Regions from separate parts of the Sus scrofa genome. Here region 2 is linked to region 1. The links are chromatin contacts, called in public HiChIP or PLAC-seq maps. All regions are on one chromosome and are shown on one strand. The core of a region is the stretch at or near the end of the contact, and the rest is flanking DNA. Distances in the headings are between cores, read along the strand shown. Region 1 overlaps DIP2C (disco-interacting protein 2 homolog C). Region 2 overlaps DIP2C (disco-interacting protein 2 homolog C).

What was found. HiChIP or PLAC-seq counts read pairs in DNA pulled down with a chosen protein or histone mark.
Region 2: a contact with region 1 is called in an H3K27ac HiChIP or PLAC-seq map of skeletal muscle. The contact joins two enhancer-like sites. A contact is called at or near these places in 1 of 47 Hi-C or Micro-C datasets (brain) and 1 of 2 datasets of contacts at active chromatin or transcription factors (skeletal muscle).

Annotation. Positions count from the first base shown.
Region 1 is chr10:68,829,955-68,836,053 of Sscrofa11.1, forward strand. The region is part of intron 1 of DIP2C (disco-interacting protein 2 homolog C); the gene reads left to right. It also overlaps the pseudogene LOC110255732. Among named protein-coding and RNA genes, the nearest start is that of DIP2C, 63 kb to the left of the region's middle. Within about 2 kb of position 2,932, at least 9 of the 83 cell types and tissues checked have an H3K27ac peak or open chromatin away from gene starts, as enhancers often do. A contact at or near this core is called in skeletal muscle, where this site is marked.
Region 2 is chr10:68,963,709-68,969,807 of Sscrofa11.1, forward strand. All of the region lies in intron 2 of DIP2C (disco-interacting protein 2 homolog C), which reads left to right. Among named protein-coding and RNA genes, the nearest start is that of DIP2C, 200 kb to the left of the region's middle. Within about 2 kb of position 3,168, at least 17 of the 83 cell types and tissues checked have an H3K27ac peak or open chromatin away from gene starts, as enhancers often do. A contact at or near this core is called in skeletal muscle, where this site is marked.

The DNA of each region.
Region 1 (6,099 bases), core at 1,682-4,181:
TTCCGCCTGTGGAGATCCGCGAAGCCAGCCCGGGGCTGGGGGGCCTTTTATCCATGGCGTCAGGCTTCTTGTCTGTAGAATCACAGTAAAATGCAGATTCTTAGGCAACACCACACCTCCCCGTGCCTGACTTGGAGAAGACAGGGGGTGGTTCTGACCTGTCCCCTGGTGAACTGCTACCTCACAGGAGGGAATTCCCACTGGCCGAGTGCCCATCCTGGCAGGCTCAGCACCGCCCCCTTAACATGTGTGACCCCCCCCAATCCCAGAGCCACCCCGAGGGGCATCTGCGTGGGTGGCACAGGGGGAGGTTGTTTCTGTGCCTCCAGCTTGCTTCCAGGCTTGTCCCTGGTCCAGTGTGTGGCTTCCGTGCTGCTTTCCTCTGATGGGGGGGCTCGCCACCAGGATGCTCAGGGGGGCCTCACGGTGCTCTGGTCTGAGGAGGAGGGACTCAGGCCGACTCAGGAGTATGGACTTAGGGCATTTCCTCCCATGGCCACAGGTTTCAAAGTCCACGCTGGAAAAGGAAAAAATCTTTTGTAAGGGAAGCAAAGTAATTGACTGAACATGCTCTTATGGCTCGAAGAGCTGGTTTGGGTACGAAAGTGGTTCCGTGACTGCTCTACGGAGAGGAGGTCAGGTTTTCACCTGTAATGTAAATAGGAGCTATCACTGTGGCTCAAGTTACTTGTGAGCGTTGCATCAGATTTTGATCCAGATTACAAGCTGCTCGTTGATCATTTAATTGATAAAATTGTTGGAAATGCCATACTGGTTTGAAACCAACGTAAAAAGAACCGTTTTTCCCCCATGAAAGCCTGTAACTGGGGGGCAGACAGAGTGGTGGGGGACGTGACTGAGGAGGGAGACGGGCCCGCGCCGTTTCTTGGCAGCCTTCGGGATGCCCCGGAAGAAGAGAACGCTGGCGCTGCAGGAGCTCCACCCGGAGCTGCGTCCCCTTGACCCTGCGCCTTTCATGTGGCCATGAAACTGTGTGGAGCTGTGCCTCCACCGGTGACAGAAAGTAATGAGCCTGGAAGGAGAGCACGTGGTGGCATTTGGTAGGTTTCCTTCCAAGAGCCTTTTTGGGTGATGGGATGTGAGGCACACCCCTGCCGTTTGGAGGGTGGTGTACCCTGGTGCATGGCACGGATTTTCAACCCTAAACCAGGAACTCTGCCAAGTGGATGTTTGCTCCACAGGTAAAAGCTGTCGGTGATGGTCCAGGTGGGTCCAGGGTTCCAGCGGGAGCGCGAGCCGGGGACGGCGGCTCTCAGCTGCCTCTCGCAGCATCCCCAGTAAATGGACATTTTATGAACGTGTGCGTGAGGGCAGGAGGCATGTCTTGGAGAATGGACGTTTGGTGACATGGTGCCCTTACTTCCCTCTGTGGTTGTGGGTAGGTGACCTTGATGCTTCACTGATCGCTCAGTGAGTTAAACGTGCCTGAGGAGACAGACCCTCAGCCCAGGGACCTGTTCTCCGTCACACATGACCGGCCCTACGAGGATACCCGCGAGTCTCCAGGCCCCGCAGGTGGCCGTGTGGTCCTGGGGGTCAGATCAGAGACACATGCCACTCGAGGTCTCCTTTTTAATGGCTGTGCTGGTGATTTCTCCTGAAGGACGGAGCAGATGGCACACACGCAATGTCTATTGTTGTCCCTGGATGCTGGCGGAAGGAGCCCAGCGGCAGCTCTGACCCTGTGCTCCCCTTTCCTGGAGGGGACCCCTCTGCGGGAGAGCCCGCTTTCCTGAGGGACACTGGGCCGTCTGGGCCAGCCTCTCATCTCTGTTCTGCCACCTGTCCAGGTGGGCGTTATCGCCTCTTTTGGCGGAGAAGGCAGATGCTGGCGGTCACCCATCTAGCGCTGGGGGTCACGGCCGGGTCCGTCTGGCTCCGGAGACCAAGTTCTTTCCACGGTCCCTCTTGTCCAGGTTACCGAGGTGATTTTCTGATCACGGGTCAGGAGCTTCGGGGCGCATTCCCCCCTCAGCCTCCGATGTGCACTCTGGCAGCCAGTAGCCACAGCTTTTAATTACGTGAATTGAGTGAAATGCAGTTGAAGACGTTTATTAATTGGAAGTCCTGTCCTGGAGTCACACTTCCCCCACGTGACCGCTGGCTTCTGTTCCGACCGAGCAGACCTGGCACGTTTCTGTCTTCTTGGAAGCGCTGCTGGCTGGCGGGGGGCAGAGGAGGGCGCCTGGACGGAAGGCTGGTGGCGCCCACGACAGCGGCCCGCCGCCCCGAGCTGCTCTCCTCGCTGCCTGTTGACGTCAGGGGCTTCACGGGGGCGGCGGGCAGTACGGTTCGCCCCTGGCCGCGCCCCGTCTTGGTCTTGGGGAGTTTCCAGGAACACGGTGGCGGGTCCCGCCGTCCACATTGGGGGAGAACGGCGCTTCCCTGCTATGTCAATCGCGCATCGTGCACACAGGTGAGGCTCAGCACTGGTTCCTGCAGTCGCCGCATCATGCGCGTAAGATGTGCAGTCGCTGCTTTGAACTCAGACCTTTGTGCCTTTGAAGTGAGCGTTCCTGGAATCAGTTGCTGAGCAGCTTTCCTGGTCTCAGTAGTTGTCAGAGTGCCGTGGGCTGGACGACTCGGGTTGCAGCCACTGGTTTGGAACACCCAGGCTTCCTGGCCATCTGTTGAGAAAAGTCCCTGTGTGTCTTAGGCTGGAGGAAGGCAGGGGCTGGAGGCCAAGGTCAGACCCAGACGCGTCACAGAGTGAGGGGCCGGCCCCCCCCTCCAGGGCTGGTGGCCCGAGGGAGCGGGAGGAAGAGCCCGCCGGACTCCGTTTCCAGGCCCCAGTTCCTGGGATAAAGTCCACTTTCAGTGGGAATGTGTGTCCTTGTGACTGTGTAGCGGATGGTGCAGTGGCCTTAATTAGCTGCTGTTAAGTCCCTTCCAGTGATCATGAGCTGGAAACAGTGGTAATGATTAAAAGAAGTGGGAATACGGGCCGTCCACGGTGGACCCTGATGTGGCTGCTTGCCTGGCCCGGCCTGGTCAAGAACTAAACCCGGGGAACCATTTGGCCTTGACTTTCCTCCCGCTGTCCCCGGGCCACAGGGCGCCAGCCCTTCTGTCTGGCAGACACATAACTCAGATGCCGGAATGAGCAGTTCTTGGAAGAAACACCACATCATTTTATCTGCTGAGCTGTAGGTGTGAACACCTTTGGTTGTTTTAGTCTCTTCCGGGTCCTCCCTCTGGCCCCCCCTCCAGCCCCCTCCCATGGGGGACAGACTCGCCTTTTGCCCGGAGGAGAGCTCAGTGAGGAGGCTGCGGAGGTGCTTGGACGGAGCTCGGGGTGCGGGGAGGCTGTTGCATGGGTTCCGGTCGTTATTGGCTCCATATTTTTAGCTGTTCTCCAACAAATTGAGAGCCGTGAGTCAGGACAGCCGGGTGTCTCACCCTTCCCTTGCGTGATGCACTGTCGCTTCGGTGCTGTGACTCAGACAGCAAAGGGGGAGGGGAGGAGTTTCGCGCAAGGCTCGCGCCTCGGCTTTCTGGTTGGAAGGCGTTAGGGTTTAGGGGAACAGGTTAATCACCCTCTTGCTGTGGCGCTGCGCCGTGGGGTAGCCAATTGTCCGTGTGAGGATGACCGTAGGGAATGATGCGGGCGGGCTTCTCCCGCGTCTTCCGCAGGCGGAGCCCTCTGTGGCGTTCGCAGGAGAACACGCAGCGGGAGGCGCGGAGCCGCACCTGCGGAGAGTCGGCTCTCAGCGTGCAGACTCAGGGTGGAGATTCGGGGGTGGAGGGCGTCTCCCTCCGGTCAGGGGAGGGAGGCCTGTCAGCTCTGCGGGTGAGCGCTTGTGTTCCTTCCTGCGGGGCACTGGGGGCTGTTTGTGAGCCCAGCCCCCGCGGGACTCACCCTGGGACTGCGTGAGGGTCCCTGCGTCGCTGCGGGCTCCTGCGTCTCAGCGAGGGCGGCTGGGGGCTCACTGACCCGGAGCCTGCAGGGTGCTCAGGCTCTCTTGGATGGCGAGGGCCGCAGGCGTCACTCGGGCCCGAGCCTCCCCCGTCTCTGCTGAAGACGGCAGCGCTGTGCAGACGGCCTCGCGCCATCGCAGACGCGTGCGTGGTGGAATGCGCTCCGTCTCCGGCTGGCCGGTTCTGGGGTCACCCACTCTCAGGCGTGTCTTCGCAGTGATCCTGTCTAGGCTTCCGTCTCAGCTCGGGGAACAAGTGCCTGCTTTCCTGGGTCAGGTGGTCAGACAGGTTCGAGGTGGAGACCCGCCGTGTCCCCGAGCCGAGCATCCAAGTCGACGAGCCAGCGGCAGGTCGGCTCGGCTGCTGGCATCTTCACGGCCGCCTGGAGCACAGCCCGGCTCCAGAGCCGGCGGTCTTAGGCCGCGTGCCCTCTTCCCTGGGGTAGAGGAGCCAGTCAGAGTGTGTGGGACGCCGTAGGCCTGCTCCGTGCCCGGCCTGGCCCTGGGCAGGTCCCCTCTGGCACGTGTGTGTGGAGGTGTGGTCGTGGCTCCACATGTCCCCGAGTCTGGAAGGTGGTGGTTTGGGTGCCTGGTGTCTTCTGGTTGCCTGTCAGCGGCTGGAAGCAGCCCTCAGCCTCTCACCTGGTTCCGCGATAAAGCTCTTCCGGCTTCTGCCCGGGTGCGGCTGACTGGGACGACAAGTCAGGGGTCCCTGCGTGTGGCCGCGCGCGTCTCCCAGGGTTGGGGATGGGTCTGGTTCTGAGCTTACGAACGTTCTTCTTTAGGGGGTTTGGCGGAATCCTTAGGCAGCAGAACCCTCGTCCTGATTAGCGGGAACTCCAGATCCAGAGGGGAGGGGGCTGGGGTTGGCTGCAGGGATCCCCCGAACCCAGGATGGAGCCCGGGGGCTGGGGCTGGGGGCTCAGAGTCCTACCTGCTGAGGCTGCGACGGGCAGGTCTGACTTCCGCACGTAGAAGGCGTTCCTGCCGAAGAGACCCTTTAGGGATCGGGACGGAGCAAACGAGGCCTGGGACTTGGCCTCCACGTGCTTCACTCCCGCAGGCGCGCTTCCCAGGCCCGCAGCCCCCGGGCGTGAGGCGGGCGAGGGTCCTTCCGCTGCAGCCCCGGGATGCAGGCCCAGGGGTGCCCCGGGGGCTGGCGGGGAGTGGTTGCTTTTTCACCGTAGGGTGGGGGCCTTTCACAAATGAAACTCAAAACTCGGAGGGTCCAGTGGACGATGTGCTCTTGAGGAGGGGGCGCAGCCTCGGGGGCTGTGAGCCGCTGTGGGTGTGGGTTCAGCGACTCCCCTGCCGGTTCTTGGGTTTGGACGGGGGACGGAGGGGGCTTGGCTGGGCCCTGTGTAGACCCCGAGCCTCCTCGTTTGGTTAGGACCGTGTCAGCATGATAGAAACGCTCGAGAAGGCATTTTTAGTGCGTCGTCATTGCTGGTTTGTGCCTGGTCACATGCCTGGCAAGTCTCGGTGGACTGTGGTTAGTCGTCGAGGGGTCAGTACTGCAAACAGAGGTGAACAGTGAAGTCAAACACATCGCACTTCAGACACGTGAGGCTTGATTCAGGACAGCCTCACAGTCAAGTTCAAAGGGTAAAGAAGTGAGGGTAAAGAAGTTGCACGGTTTCTAGTTTCCGCTGCACATTTGCCTCCAGACCAGCCTTGCACAAGTACAGCTTGTGTATTTAGACCAGGGCCTCCGTCGATCTTGTTGTCTGTGGCCATGTTTTGGTTTTTTGGCGAGGAATTTAGGCCTTACTGGATTTGGCAAGGACTCCTGAGTGCACACTGAAAGGATGGTTCAGGAGATTCTGGAACCCTGTGAAATGAAGAAGCTGGGATCCTCGTGCCTCCCCAAGACGCCCGAAGCCAGTCGTCGTGTGGGCGTGGAAATTCTGCTGTCCTGCCCCCAGTCCCATCTTGACGGGAAACGCGGCTTGGGTTTGAAGCCTGGCGACTGAGGTCGTGGTTCCCGGGAAACAGCGCGAGGGGTCTGGGCTGGAGAGAGCGCGGGGCCGCCCCGCGGCAGGTGCAGGCAGCGCGTCTGTAAGGCTCCGGGCCGCCGCCCAGGCCTCCCCACTGTGTGCTGTGTCCGAGGCTCGTTGTCCGTGGCTCTTGCTTCACATGTGGTTCGCAGATTCTTCCGATG
Region 2 (6,099 bases), core at 1,918-4,417, 130 kb after region 1:
CCCGGTCTCCTTTCCACGGAGAGTGGGCCTCCGCGGCGTACCTGAAGGACGGAACAGGACCCGGGCCTGCCTGCCCAGCCCAGCGGCTAGAGCACAGGCCCCGCAGATGCCGATGGCGCACAGCCGAGCAGACCTCTGGCTGCCCTGGGCGTCTCCGCCCTGTGATCCCAGTTTTATTTTACTCCCTGATTGGGGGCGATGGCGACAGCAGCGCTTGGGCGCTGATCGGTGTTTCCGCAGCTTGAAGGCCCAAGGGTAACGTGATTTGGGCCGCAGCACATTCCACTCGGTGGGGTTTTGGGTTATTACTAATGTTAGAGTTCAGCTGGACAATCCCAGTGTTTATTGCTGTAGGTGAAGACACACTCTTCTGATGGAGTGTTGTTCCTGGGACTGGCCTGTAGGGAGAAGCTGTACCTGAAACGCAGGGATGTGGGGAAGCTGGCAGAGGAGAGTCTGTGAATTTTGCACTTTGGTCTCATGTAGGGTGAATTTTCTTACTTCAGGACACAAACCTGAGTCACATGCCAGTGTGTTTTATTTTTTGAGAAAATGAAGCTTGCTCGCACGGCTGTGGTTGATCAGTTCTGATCCTTTGCGTTAACAACTACCGTGCTTGTCTGGGGCCAGCTGCACAGTTTTGCCTCTATTTTCATCCTGCCGCAGAGTTTCACTCTCCCAAAGTGCAGCCTTATGTTCCCTCGGGACAGAAATGTGTTGCCCATCCTGACCTGTGTACTTCCTCAGCTAAGGCGCCATGCCACGCCGTGCCCTCCTTTCATCGGGGGTAGCTGCAGGTTAAATAGTGCCGGAAGAGGCGTGTTTAAAGGGGCATGGGGGCTGTGACGTAGCGTGAATTCTCTCCGGCCTGAGTTGCTGCAGGAAATGAACTTTCATCAGCTAAGGGTCACTTACCTGTATCCTGGGTGATCCCTGGGCATGCTCTTGATGCACAGTTTTCTACTCTCAGTTGTCTAAGAGGTGTTCTTATTTTATCACACAGAGCTGATTTGATTGAAGGGTTTCTTGTTCCTTCTGGTGCCATTGAACCCATCAGATTTCTTCCTCCAGACACCAGTGGTTAATGGGAACAGCTGAGCCGTTCCTGCAGAAGGCAGAGCCAGGCATGGGACCTGTGAATTGTCCACCTGGACAGTGAAAGTGGCGTCTACTTTGGACCTGGCTCATATGGGTTTTTGTGGAAAATCTATAAGGAAAATGCATCAGTGTGAGGCCCTGATCCTGACCACATACTCTCATTGTCTCTGAACCTCTCTTGCCTGCTAAACAAAGCTGGGTGTTGGGGTGTGGGAGTGAGACACGAACACGTGACGGTGTGCCGGGCACTCGAGGAAGCCTGAGCCCCAAGCCATAGACCTTTCTAGACACGAGGCCCTGAGCAGACTCAGACATGAGCAGGGAAGTGGTTAGTGCATTTAGACTGATTTATGGCAAGGCTTTAGCTGCTGGAGGGTGAGGTAGAGGCAAGAGCGGGAGGAATGTGAGAGTCAGGCCAGTGGGGTCAGTAGCTGTGCCGGGGCTGCTCTGTGCTGCAGGTGTACTGTTTATTTACTGGCCAAGTCCTTGCTCACACTTATTTTAGAAAGAAGGCCTGCTGTGTGAAGGAGAGTGTAATTAGGTACTAGAAGAGAATGGGATGATTGAAAAATTTTGTACAACCTGGAAATACGAAAAAAGCCCTTGGCAGTTTTACCAATCACGTAAGCATGTTTTTACTTATATGAGGGCCTTTGGCGCGTGGCGAGGTCTTGGACGCCGAGATCCGCAGAATGCTGTGTGCAGGGGACAGGCAGAGGGACCTGAGTTACAGTGAGGGTCCTGGGAGTCAAGGTCACTCGCGTGTTGCTGTGTCCGTGTCTGCACCCGGCATACGTGGCGACGGAGGTTCAGAGGTTGACTGATTTGCCTCGTTCCACAATTAGAAAAAATAAGACCAGAATTTGGGCCAAGACCTTTGTTTTAAATCTTAGGTACAGTTTTACTCAGGTTATCTGTTATATATCCTTCATGATTTCTTTTAAAATATGTTAAGAGTGAAGGTTTTCAGTGTATTTCTCTTGCCGTCTGAATTTAGAAATACTGGCTTTTTCTAGCACGTGTGACGCCGCGCATCTCCCATGTCAGCGTCGCGGATGTCTGGGCCTGCCGTGCGCCGTGGGGTCAGAGTGATGCGCCAGCCCCGGGGCCTCATGCTTAGGTTAATCGGAGGGGCGTTGTGATTTCTAGGGCTTCGTTTACCATAGCATTAATGAAATGACTGCCTTAATTTAATAATCTGAAGATTGATGGATTGATTAGGTGCCAGAACTGTATTGCTAGGAATTTTTTGGGGGGAGCCTTCCTCAGACATGTGTTGGAAGTAACTGAAGTTCTAATAAACACGGCTTATTTCTTTGCTGTCTCTCCCTTGGGCTTAAACAAAGTTTTCGTATCTGGAGGGGAAAGTGTTTGGAGGAGTAAGAGCTGGTAGGACAGGGTGAACACTGGGGAAGCCTGACTGCTTCTGTCTGAACCTGGAGGCACGAGTGGGGGTGTCTGCAGAGGAAGGGGTGTGGTGGACAGCGGCTGATGCTCCCGGGCGGGGGAGGGGGGGAGTGCATTTGCAGCTGTGTTCCATGGGCTACAGGGTGCGGAGACATGGCCAGTCAGAGACTGGAATTCCGGGGCTGTGGTGGTCCTGGTGGCAGAGAGGGCGCCCGGAGCAGCAGGTGGCATCTGATTGTGAAGGGGCCTGGGCACGGCTGAGCACGAAGCCTGGTGGCTTTTCTTAGCTTGAGGGTAAAGCGGAGGGTGAGGGCGTGGCGAGGTGCGGTGCCCCGTGCAGAAGTGTGGCATTCCGGGAAGCTATGCGCTCAGCCGCAGGGCGAGCTGTGTTTTCCTCTCTCCTTTGCTGTCCTTTTGTTTCCTCTTTTCCTCTTGTGCGCCTCTGGTCTCCTTCCTCCCAGAAGGATTTTTGCTTACGGTCCTGTTGCCTTTCCAGAGGAAGCACTGAGGCTGTCGTCTGTAAACTGACCTGTGGCAGCCCTTCACACAGGCCTTGAAAGTTTCACTCGCTGCTTCAGCAGTGCTTCCTGCACCCTCCTATGAGCCCAGGGCCGCGCTCCGCGGGAGGGAGACTGGCCGTCAGCCATGGCCTTATCTGGGCTCTTGCCTGTGTCACAGCTTGTGCCACATGGTCCAGCAGCTCCAGCTGCTCTGAGTCTGTTCCACCAGTGGTCTGAGATGGTAGCCGTTTCCCTCTCTCCTTACCTGGTTGCTGTTGAAAGTAGTTTTGTGCTGGCATCACAAAAATACCCCTTCCCAGGTTCAGACCTTGGTCCATGTGACACGGAATCCTTGCACCGGGAGTGCAGCACTGAGTGTGGCAGGTGGCCTCGCCTCCAGGGCCTGGCCTCTGCTTGGACTCTAAGTGGCCTCCAGGAGGGGTGCCCATCACAAGTGGAGGAGCACTAAGTGGCTCAGATGGCCCGAGTTCAAACCCAGTTCTGGACCAGCGTTTTCTCTCAATGAAATGGCAGAAACCTGTCTCACATGGTTATGCTAATAAATGAATGAAGGAAAGTGCTGGTACCAGTGTTGTAACGCGTTGGCTGTTCTTATCAGTCCTGCCTGAAGATGGGAAACTGAGGCCCAGGGTCACAGACGGCAATGGCAGCCAGTAGGGGCTCCAGCTCTAGCGCGTGGCAGTGTCCCCAGTGCATTTCTCAATCCCCGTGGGGTGTGAAGCTCGTGGTGCTTAATGGATGTTTGTGGAGAAGAGTCTGGTCTTGGTCTCGGTCGTGTTTCAGCCCGAGGAGAATTCGTGCTTATCCCCCTTGCTCTTTGTGTTTCGGACAGGAACGCGCCTTCCTTGGGAGCCTCGCCTTCCCCGTGACTGCTCTTAACCCGGCCCACCCACTCTGTCACGTGTGCTCTGGGTTTCTGGAGAGCTGCTTTTCAGTCGTGCTGCAAGGGAGGCCTCAGCTGTGCTGAGTATTGCGTGGTCGTTTTGTGTTCATGTGACGACTCGCGATGAGCCTTCCCAGGAAGGCGCCCCTTCCAGCAGCAGCAGGTGCCCAGCTCCTCTTACGATGGGTGGAGCGTGTGCAGGACCTTATTTTGGTTCCCACCCCGGGTTCTCCTGTGGTACCAGGTCATTCACGTTTGAGGTTGCATATTTGACAGATGGATTTTGCTTGCCAGAACATACCTTTAAGGCACCTAAAACTCCATTCACAGTGAGGTCAGATAAAAACTAGTGGTTGAAATATGCACGCTTGTATTTTAGTCTCTTCTAATGTCCTGTTGCTGTAATCTGTTTCTCCTTTTGCTAAATTTACTTATTTCTTTTTAAGATTTTTTAAAACTTGGGTTGTATATTCTATTTTTCAGTCCGTGAGAGTAAATGTTCGTGATGTTTGAATGCAAACGCTTTCTGAAGGCAGATGTGTAGGGTCTGTAACAAGTGAGCGTGAGCCTGCACCTCCACAGAGCTGCCTGTGTATGCATATGCTGAATGCCAGTACTTCCAGAGGAAGTAGGTGGCCACCTGGGGACCTGGAAGGGGGTTAAGTCGACCTCAACTCCAGGTAGCACATTTGAAAGCTGGGTAACACAACGAGACTGAAAGCTAAACGTGCGGGTGTGTATCGTGCATTCTTCATGCTTGGCAGCTCGAAGGTGTGCATTCACCTCACAAATAAAAGGTGTAAGTCCCCCAGGGCAGGAAAGCGGGACGAAGGGCGGTGTGTGTTTACACTGTGTCAGGTAGGTGGCTGGAGGCACCTCATTAACCAAAGGGAGGAAGACAGCAGATGAAGGTGCTGACGAAACCACAAGGGAGCGGGGAGGGCCTGGCATCTAGGAAGTAGGTGCGTCACATCCTCTTCCCTCCCCAGGAGGTTTGCTCCCTGGAGAAATGGAACAAAGAGCCTCCAGAGTCAGGGACACCAGGCAGTGCTGCACCCAGAGGCACTAAGTCAGAGCAGAGCTGCTGGAGAGTGAGAGCAGCTCCAGTGACCAACAGAAGACCAGAGGTCTCTTATCTGGGCAGATGGAAGAGCTCAGATAAAAGACCTACTGGCAATAGATCTGGTGATGCCCCAGCCACAGGAAGAAGCGCTTGCTTGCGGCTTCTTCAGTGGGAATAAAGAAAAAGTTATCAAAGTCGACAGAAAAAAAAGATTTGACGTTAAGTTTATAGCATTGGAATAAAATTTAATAATGTAACTTCTCATCAATAATTGACATGAACGGCAATGAATAAAAATAATTCTTAAATGTATTTATACAGATAAATTTTTAAAATGCTTGATTTACAAATAATTTTACTTAAAATTCTAAGGTCCAGTTTATAAACATGAATGTAAATACCAAGTAACTACTGTTTTCATGACAAGGCTTAAAAGTCCTCTTTGATTTCATAAACTCTGTCATTTGTTTGATAAAAATACAAAGCCATTTTTTCAAAGATCATTTGTAAGCAGTCCTGGAAGAGCCTTGGAGCTGGGAGGAGTTCATGACAAGAACCATTAGCTAACAGTGTAAACGTGCCTGCCGGGTGAAGGACTCCTGGAACCTCACGCAGGGCAGCTGTAGGTGTCTCCTGCCAGTTCTAGCATCGAGCCCCTGGTGTGTGGAGCCCACAAGCCTTTCAAGAGGGAGGGCAGGGTGGCCAGCATAAGAGGCTGCAAAGCCTCAGGGATGAAGAGCTGGCTCTTGTGGAGTCACCATGGGAAACCCATGGGCTAGACTGTTTGGTTGAAATTGCTACCTCTGGTTTGCTTTCTGTCAAGCATTACTGCCCCCCCCCCTTTTTTTTGTCTTTTTGCCATTTCTTGGGCCACTCCCACAGCATATGGAGGTTCCCAGGCTAGGGGTCGAATCGGAGCTGTAGCCACCGGCCTGCGCCAGAGCCCCAGCAACACAGAATCCGAGCCATGCCTGCAACCTACACCACAGCTCATGGCAACGCTGGATCCTTAACCCACTGAGCAAGGCCAGGGATCAGACCTGCAACCTCATGGTTCCTAGTTGTATTCATTAACCACTGAGCCATGACGGGAACTCCTGTCCCTTTTCTGAATATGCAACAATTAA